Linked DNA regions of Danio rerio: region 1 is linked to region 2. A link is a contact called in public Micro-C data. All regions are on one chromosome and are shown on one strand. The core of a region is the stretch at or near the end of the contact, and the rest is flanking DNA. Distances in the headings are between cores, read along the strand shown.

Evidence for each region. A called contact is a pair of places that touch in the nucleus more often than the background predicts.
Region 1: a contact with region 2 is called in a Micro-C map of caudal fin, with 7 times the contacts expected there. The contact joins the promoter of npc1 here to the promoter of mmp16b in region 2. A contact is called at or near these places in 1 of 18 Hi-C or Micro-C datasets (caudal fin) and 1 of 4 datasets of contacts at active chromatin or transcription factors (caudal fin).

The regions. Positions count from the first base shown.
Region 1 is chr2:3,995,069-3,999,496 of GRCz12tu, forward strand. npc1 (Niemann-Pick disease, type C1) reads left to right here and starts at 1,309. Exons shown (of 25, transcript NM_001243875.1): 1 at 1,309-1,415. The coding sequence starts at 1,350.
Region 2 is chr2:3,848,475-3,853,155 of GRCz12tu, forward strand. It overlaps mmp16b (matrix metallopeptidase 16b (membrane-inserted)), which reads right to left and starts at 1,824. Exons shown (of 10, transcript XM_695689.11): 1 at 1,424-1,824. The coding sequence starts at 1,543. The region is part of intron 1 of LOC141377726 (a long non-coding RNA gene); the gene reads right to left.

The DNA.
Region 1 (4,428 bases), core at 59-2,558, 150 kb after region 2:
TGGGAAAAGTAACAAACTATGTGCCTTATAGTTAAATCAATTCCTAATTTACATTTTGAAGCATAAATAAAATGAGAAAAGTCAGACCAACATTTCCTATAAAGGGGGATATTTGAGAAATAAATAGACTCAGATTATTAATATACTCAATTTCAGATTTTGATGTAAGCTCTTTAGTGTGATAAATGTTTACAGTTTATTTATTTTACTTTGTTGATACTCATAATTTATAAATCTCATTAATATTACTAAAGTCGGTCTCGTGTTTTGACTAAGTTCGCCTTCTGGCTAATGAATTTAGCCAACGTCACGTTACTAATTAATATTCAAGAGCTAAGCGATCTGCATATTACTCGCAGTTCTCGGATTGGGCCACCAGATGTCAACATAAGACCACATCAGACGGAGAATTGACTGTTTACGAGTTGTTGCTAAAAGGGATACAGCTGCGGCTGGGAGTTAAGAAGAATTTTTTATTAAATCAATTTATAAAATTGAATTGTATTTTATTGACGTTACACCTACCTCAACTCTAAACCCAACCATCGCAGTAATATAAAACAGTAATCATATAAAATATTCATATTATTTATTAAATAACTTATTTAATTGTATTTTATTAACGTCTACCCCAACCCCAACAGTAATGTAAAAACAATAATTATATCAATTATTATTTATATTATTTATTAAATTACCCATTACATTGTATTTTATTAACGTCTACCCCAACCTTAACTCTCACAGTAATTTAAAAACATTAATTATACCAAATATCATTCATGTAATTTGTTAAATTACCAATTAAATTGTATTTTATTAACGTTTACGCCTACCTCAACCCTAAACAAAGGCCTCACATACTGTGAAAGCAGTAATTACACCAACTATTATTCATATTATTTATTAAATTGCTCATTAAATTGTATTTTATTAATATCTACCCCTACTCCAACCCTTAGATTACTGTAAAAATAATAATTGCATGAAATATTATTTAAAAAATTATCCGTATTGTCCTCACTGAAATGTAAAAAAAAATTATAACAAATATTCTTTATTAAATTACGCAGTTAATTGTATTTTATTAACCTCTCCCCTACCCCCAAAGTAAAGTAAAATAGTAATTATTGTTGTTCAGTGTCTCAAATTTTATGCCAGGATCCTCAGCTGTATCCCCTTACCCTGTTTTTCCAAGCTCTTTGACTGCGTTTCAGACTCTCCGCCGATAGAGGGCGGTATCCCCCGTTCATTTCTACACAGAAAAGCTGGACGCGTTTGCAAACAGGAAATAAGAAAGCTCCTGTCCCGCGGATCTGAGTCAGACGAGCTCTGGAGTCTGAGCCGCGATGCTTCTGCTGGGGAGAAACCACATTTTCCGTCTTTTATTGGCCACAGTTTTATTATCACATTGGGTAAGTGTTCGTTCGTTATCCTGGCTGTGACTCCTCAACCGCTCTCTTTGTAACTTAAGTTAGCCTAGCACAAACTTCAACTTTAGCCTAACTCAGAAGACCTGTCAGCCCTCAGCAGGAATATAATGTCATTTATGAACTCTTAATAGTATCTGTGTCGTTATAAGAGGCTACTTTTGTTGTTTCTGAACAAAGTGACAACTTGTGACTCGGTCAATATGTTGTGTAGCACGCTAACATTACTTCATAATCGGTCTGAAGTCGCATGTAAGCAGGATATTGAGTTAAAGTTGGTTTGAAATTCGCACAACCGTTCAGTGATAACCTGTGACATGTTCCCTATATTGTTTACTATTGTACATCGAGTATTCTGTCTGAAATCACATCAAATATGACTCAAAACAACATTAGCACTATTTAATTGACTTGAAAAATGTACTTTGGTAGTCATTGGCTGCCAGTGTTGAGCCAGTTACTGAAACATAGTAACTCGTTACAGTTACTAGTTACTTCATTCATAAAGTAACTGAGACGTTACTTTTCCAAAGAACATTTTTTTTTCATATTGAATAAAAGAAAATAACATCTGCATTGAAGAGAAAATACTATAACAAACGATTAGAAAAGAAGAGAAAGCCTCAATCATTAATAAAAAAAATATCATACGCTTGCCTTGCCTTGCCTATAAGCTTAAGAGATTCAACATTCAACGAAATTCAGCAATAAAATGATTAAATCTAGGTATTGCCTTTAGGAACTTATTTTCTTAGAAACATTTTTATGCTCACATTAATGCCGTTATAACGTCACTTCAGTGCTGCATGGAGAATACACTGTTGAGCAGCTTCACAGATTTAATTAATTCGTTTTCTCACAACTAAAACACAAAACAGACTTAAACAATAAGTCATTTTTAGTAGGCATGGGCCGGTATAGGATTCTGACGGTGTGATAACATTTAATAATACTTGATGATTACAGTTGTTGCACGTCCTCTGGCTCCCGCCTCTTAATGACCGAGTTTGAGCTACTTGTTTACATTAAGGTAGTGTTAAAAAAAAAAACAACAACTGTGAAGAAACTTGACACAGAGGAACATAAAAACTGCTGCCAGTTAGCGTTTGAGAAATGTTACTGCAGAACAACACAAACAGCAAACAGAAGTATAAATGCACGGCTATGTGCAAGGTATGCAATGGGGGTCACGACGCAGAAGTATTAATCAGCCTTTACTAGTAATGCTGTATTGACCAACACTGCTAATATGATTTCCCTGTATAGAACTTGCAAAAAATTCTTTTCTGAAGTGATATTATTAAAGAGAAAGTCTGATTTCTGATATTATTTTACTTTACTTTCTTTGTTGTCCACAAGTAGAAATTTCTCTTTGGCATCACCACACAACCACACCAGCGTTCACATCACACATATTGCAGAAAACAGGCAAAACAAATGAACAATTCCATGCAAATGTCAACCTTGCCATGCAAAAAATAAGTTTTCAGCTAAATAGAGAAGCAGTTTCTAAGTTTTTTGTGCAAGCAAGTATTTTGCAGTTTGCAGAAGTCACACAAGTGGCAATTTCACATCAGTCACATCCATAACGGAGATGTCACATCCATAACGACACTTTTTCCTCGTAAATGCAAAAATATAAATCAAATAAAATAAAACAAAATCAATCATTTTTGTTCTATAAAAAGCCGACTCTTATACTTTTGATTAGAATTGGGTTTTTTGGGGGGTTGTGCAGTTTAATTCACAGAATTTCTACAAAGTATGTTGTGTACTGTAAACTCACAAACTTTTTTTTAATCGCATCCATAACAGATTTTACTCATTTAAAGTACAAAAGATGTTTACAGATTGATATTTTTTGGTTAATTAACTCTGTGGTTAGTTGTTTTGGAAAATATAAACAGATGTTTCGATATGATGTTAAAATATACCTTCTATCTGAGTTTCTTTTGAGTTTTTACTGCAACTGTCACATTCATAATGCTGAAATTGCTTAAATACATTCAATATTATTAAATTAAACCCTATTCATACCTAAAACCCAGTATTTAAGATTCTAATGGCAGTCGTCACGGGCACAAAGGACATTGATATACCTTTTATTTTTTTTACTTGAGGTTGCCTAAAACGTCTCTTTAATTGAGGGAACGTGCGAATATATAACTTTTATGTTGTTGTTGTTGTGTACAACATTTGGAGGAGATATGATTTGCAACATCATACTAATCATTTGTCAGTCGCTGCAGTTTTAGGAGCACATGATCAGACCTGCACGATCAGCAGAGGAGAAAATGCTGCTTTAGTGATTTTGTAGGGTGTGCAAATCGCTTTCTGTCTGTCCTCTTTCGTTGAAGATGAGTCAAACGTCGATTTGCATTGCGACACGCTGCATGTGTCTCAAATCCTATCGAGCCTCCTATCTAGACAGCACTCATAAAGTTTAGAAACAAGTAAACAATGAATCCACGCATGTACAGCCCAAATGAGTGTCATATACAAAAGAAGATATTCAGAAAAATGTTGGAAACCTCTAACCATTAACTTTTAATGTATTTGCATTTCCTACAATGGAGGTCAATGGTTACCGGTTTCCAACTTTTTTCAAAATAACTTCTTTTGTGTAAAACAGAACAAAAAAAGACGGGCATTAAGGGTTTAAACCATTTGAGAGAGAGTAAAGAGTGTGTAAATCATCATATCTGGGGTGAACTTTGCCTTTAATCTGTTGAATGTAATAATTTACGTTGAGTAAGCTATGTAGATCAGTAGGTCTGAGATGAAGCCACTCCTCCATGTTGACTAGAAATAGAGGCAGGGGATTATCCAGTTAAGTCAAAGTGCTCTTGCTTTTCATTGAGCTTTTCCGTCAGTTTAAAATCGCTCTGCTTTTTTGTCTGTTCACTGTAATGGAGTCTATTTTAACTTGTGTTATTGTAAATGTGACCTGGGCCACAACATCTTAATTGAAGTCAAAGTTATAGATTTTTTCTGCCAT
Region 2 (4,681 bases), core at 574-3,073:
AAATAGAGTAGAACAGAATTCCTGTCTACCTAATATTAAGAATGACATAACATTATAAAACAGTAGTCTTGATTTTATAGAATAGCACATTCTACTTTGATGGAATAGAACAGAATTTCAGTTGACTTCAGTCTTTCTGTATTACAGAACAGAATTCTGTACATTCCTGTTTACTTTAATCACCAAAAAGACTAGGCTAGGTTTAAATAAAATAGAATAGATTAGATTTACTGGCTATTTATTGTTAAGGATAGGATAACATGATATAAAGCAATAACGTTCCTTATAACGTCTTTATTATAGAATAGAACAGGGTTTAATTTCCTTAATTTTACTCAATTGTGTTTGTTCTATTCTGTTCTTATTTATTCAATTATGGAATGGCAGCATTTCAATTTACCTAGTTTTATTAGAGAATTGAGTAGATTTTTTTTCAACCAGAACAGAGTAAAATAATGAAATAGCATGGAACAGAATAGAATAGAACAGAAAAAAATAGAATAGAATAGAATAGAATAGAATAGAATAGAAATAGGTTCCATACATGAAAGCACAGTAAAGGCTAAACTAAAATTAAATAGATGAGCAGTTCATTTCTTTTTCAGAATAAGATGGAATAGAATATAACAAATCCCCAAAAAACTCTATACTACAATTCAATAAAATAGCATAGAAGTTTGGAAGAGACGACAAATCTTTTCAAACCCCTGAATCACAGATTAGGATATAATGAAAAACAATGTCATTTCAGTGCACTTTGTATTAGAGAATAGAAGCATTATAGTCTGCTCGCCTAATCTGCTTTATTCTATACTGTAAATTGATGCAGTAAACACGAATGTAACTCAAGGTAAACAGACATGATGATGTTGTGAAATGCAGTGTAAACACAAATGCCGTTCTGTTTTATCTGAATGTCTGTAATTTTAGAATAGAACAGAATAAGAAGCACAATTCAAAGGTAAACAGACGTGACATGTTACTGTGAAACGCAACGTAAACACAAATGCCTTTCTGTTTATGCGATGCAAGTCTGTAATTTTTATCTCTTAACATTATTTGTTTACATTTGTATGGAAATATACTTATAACAAAATATGTTTGCTTTCCATACTGAAACGGCTAAACCATTCTAAAATGAAGCATTTCTGTTTAGCAGATATACCAAACAACCAAGCAGTGTCATTCCTCTCTTCACAATAACAGAATAGCTGTAAATAGCACAGATTCAAACGGCACATGGTGCAGATCGACTAATGATTTCAATGTAATTCAGTGTATTGCTCATTTATTTATGACCTGCGTTATAAATAATGTTCTAGTGTGGTGTTATTCTGCTTATTCCGACCATACGCTTGTGTGTGTGTGTGTGTGTTCATGACTCAAGCAGAAGATGCTGATGCTGATGTTGGGCCAGTCTTACCTCAACGCTGAATTGATGCTCTTCGGCCGCTGAACGGCACATCCACATAGCGTTATGGAGCCAGAACAGCAGCGCATACACACAGTCCAGCCTTCGCCTTTTCAGCAGCGTAACGTTCATATTTGTAAATTCGCTTGATAGTCCGTTTTAGGCGACTATTTGTGTCTCTATATCCTCGTATGTCAGTTAAGCAAGTGGCATTTTGGACCGAAGATGAAACGATCGCAGCGCGGAGAAGCATCGGCGTCCGCACATTGTGTCATTTCTCTGGCAATCCGCAATCCATCTTTAATATCCGAGGCACTATTTCGAGACATTTCTCCTGCTTTGAAACGCTACCTTGGCGAACTGGCAGGTTGCTTTTTTTCTATATTGAGCAGCATCCAGAGCGTAAGCACTGCGCATGCGCTCTGACTCGCTGGGCAGTGATGCTTGTTGACTAGTAGGCACCATTCATTCTTCCTTCATTCTTCCCTCTCGCTTGTCAATCACAGATCAATGAACGTGTAAAATGGGGGTCTTTGGTGGGCGGGACACCGACTCTGACGGTTTTCTTGAACTCACATCCGTGAGATATTACCAAAAACATTAGATGGTTGATGTTTGAGGAGGGGCGGAAGGGGCTATTAATAATTAATCATATTAGAACAATCTCTTCCATGTTTTCTAAGTTTGGTTACAATCCCCTATGTCATTTTTGTTCTTTCATACATTCCGATTTAATACTTTACAAGCTTAAAATGCAAATGTAATTGGTCAGAGATTCAGTAATATTCACAAATATTAAAATTTCGCGGACATTTGAAGAAACTATCAGGCTAAATTGATGTCGACCAATTGCGCCGGCCATTTTCTTTTCTTTTCTTTTGTAAAAACGGCGGGTAAAAAAAAACATATGTAAATAATACAATAAAATTGTGAAATTGGACATGTACATCTGTAAGAAAGCAAACATTTCATGCACCACAAGATGGGGGTGGTTCACTATTTTAAAATATAGCCTATTTATAGGCTATATCATATGGGCCTAGCGATTTTCAGTAATGACTGACGTATTAGCCGATATTCTGACAAGCAGTGTATTTTTCTTTTTTCTTTTATAAATTGACACACATGGGTTCATGTTTTTGTATTATTGTTATTAATTTACACAAGTCTGCTTAAAATGCATTTTATAGCTTGACATTTTCCACTTTGGAAGAAATAATATGATTTTTTGAGTTAGCTAAAGTGCTAACAAATGTCGAGATAGTTGTTGTCCCGGGTATAGGCCTGCAATACCACGCAAAATACTGGGCATATAATCAGGTGCCAATTACAGTGGGGTTTGGGGGGATTGACCCCCTTAAGTAATGCTTGACCCCCCTGAAGGACATCAAAACAACATGTTGGGCAGTACGTCAATTCTTTAATAGTAACCCAGCTAAAAAATCCAGCTTAAAACCAGCATAGGCTAGTTGGCTGGTTTTAGCTGGTCGACCAGGCTGGTTTTGGCCATTTCCAGGCTGGTTTCCAGCCATTTCCAGCCTAGTCTTAGCTGGTCTAACCTGGTTTAAGCTGGACATAGCTGGTTTTGACTGGGCTCCCAGCCTGACCAGCTAAGACCAGGATGGAAATGGCTGGAAACCAGCCTGGAAATGGCCAAAATCCCTTTAAAACCAGCCTGGTCGACCAGCTAAAACCAGCCAACCCACCTAGGCTTGTTTAAGATGGTTTTTTCAACATGTTGCGCAGTCAATTCTTTAATTCTGAGAAATAATTTGCTCCACTTTGTATTTTAAATAATAATGTCAATTAAAATTAATATTAAAATCTAATTAATAATATAAATATAGATTTGACCACCCTTATAATGGTTCGTGCAACTGTGAATGCATAATTGCGCCAATCAGTCAGCCAGAAAACTTATTCAACAGTCTGAAACCGGCAGGTCTAAAGCACCGATAGACAACGTAACTGTTTATAAGACTGTTCTCGTAAACTAGCTGTTTGTTTACATATTAGATGCATTTCTACAAATTTGATGCATAGATTGACTTACAGTAAACTCAGAAATAGATAATCGGATATTTTAGGTCAGAATACACAACACATCCCACAAAACACTGAAAACCTTAATACATTTTATTAATAAATTAGATGTAATTTAAATAAATACATAGACTTGATTCACTGAAGCATGTAATACCAAACTAACATTACTAAGAAAGTTCTAATTCTTGTTCTAATCGAATTCACCTGTACCGCATGTCTTTGGAGTGTGGGGGAAACCGGAGCACCCAGAGGAAACCCACACGAATGCAAGGAGAACATGCAAACTCCACATAGAAATGCCAACTGACCCAGCCAAGACTCGAACCAGCAACCTTCTTGCTGTGAGGCGACAACACTACCTACTGCACCACTGCGTCGCCCTTAAAAGCAGTCATTTTGCAATATTTTGAAATTTGTAAAAAAAAAGTAATCACAAATTTTTTTATGTTGCTTTAACTTATTTTAATGAGTTAAGCAGGTTTTAAGTTCATTTTTTAGGTTATACAAAGTTTAACTTAATATTTTAGTCAGTTTGATGTAATTTGAGATGACTAAAAAAGATTTAGAGCAGCAAGCTGTTTTTTACACTATTCTTTATACATCACATACATTTTATATTCATTCATTCATTCATTTTCTTGTCGGCGTAGTCCCTTTTTTAATCCGGGGTCGCCACAGTGGAATGAACCGCCAACTTATCCAGCAAGTTTTTACTCAGCAGATGCCCTTCCAGCCGCAACCCATCTCTGGGAAACATCCACACACACATTCACACATACACAATACGGACAATTTAGCTTACCCAATTCACCTGTACCACATGTGTTTGGACTGTGGGGGAAACCAGAGCACCCGGAGGAAACCCACACGAATGCAGGGAGAGCATGCAAACTCCACACAGAAATGCCACTGAGCCGCGGTTCGAACCAGCAACCCAGCGACCTTCTTGCTGTGAAGCGACAGCACTGCCTACTACCTAGGCTAAAGCTATTTAAAGGACCAGTTCACTCTAAAATTACAATTCTGTCATCATTCGTTTTATTTTTCACACAGAGAAGATATTTGGAAGAATGTTGGAAACAGCTATAGCCATTATTTTTACTATTTACGTCAATATCTACAACTCAACTACTTGTAAATGTTGACAGAATTTTTATCTATCTATCTATCTATCTATCTATCTATCTATCTATCTATCTATCTATCTATCTATCTATCTATCTA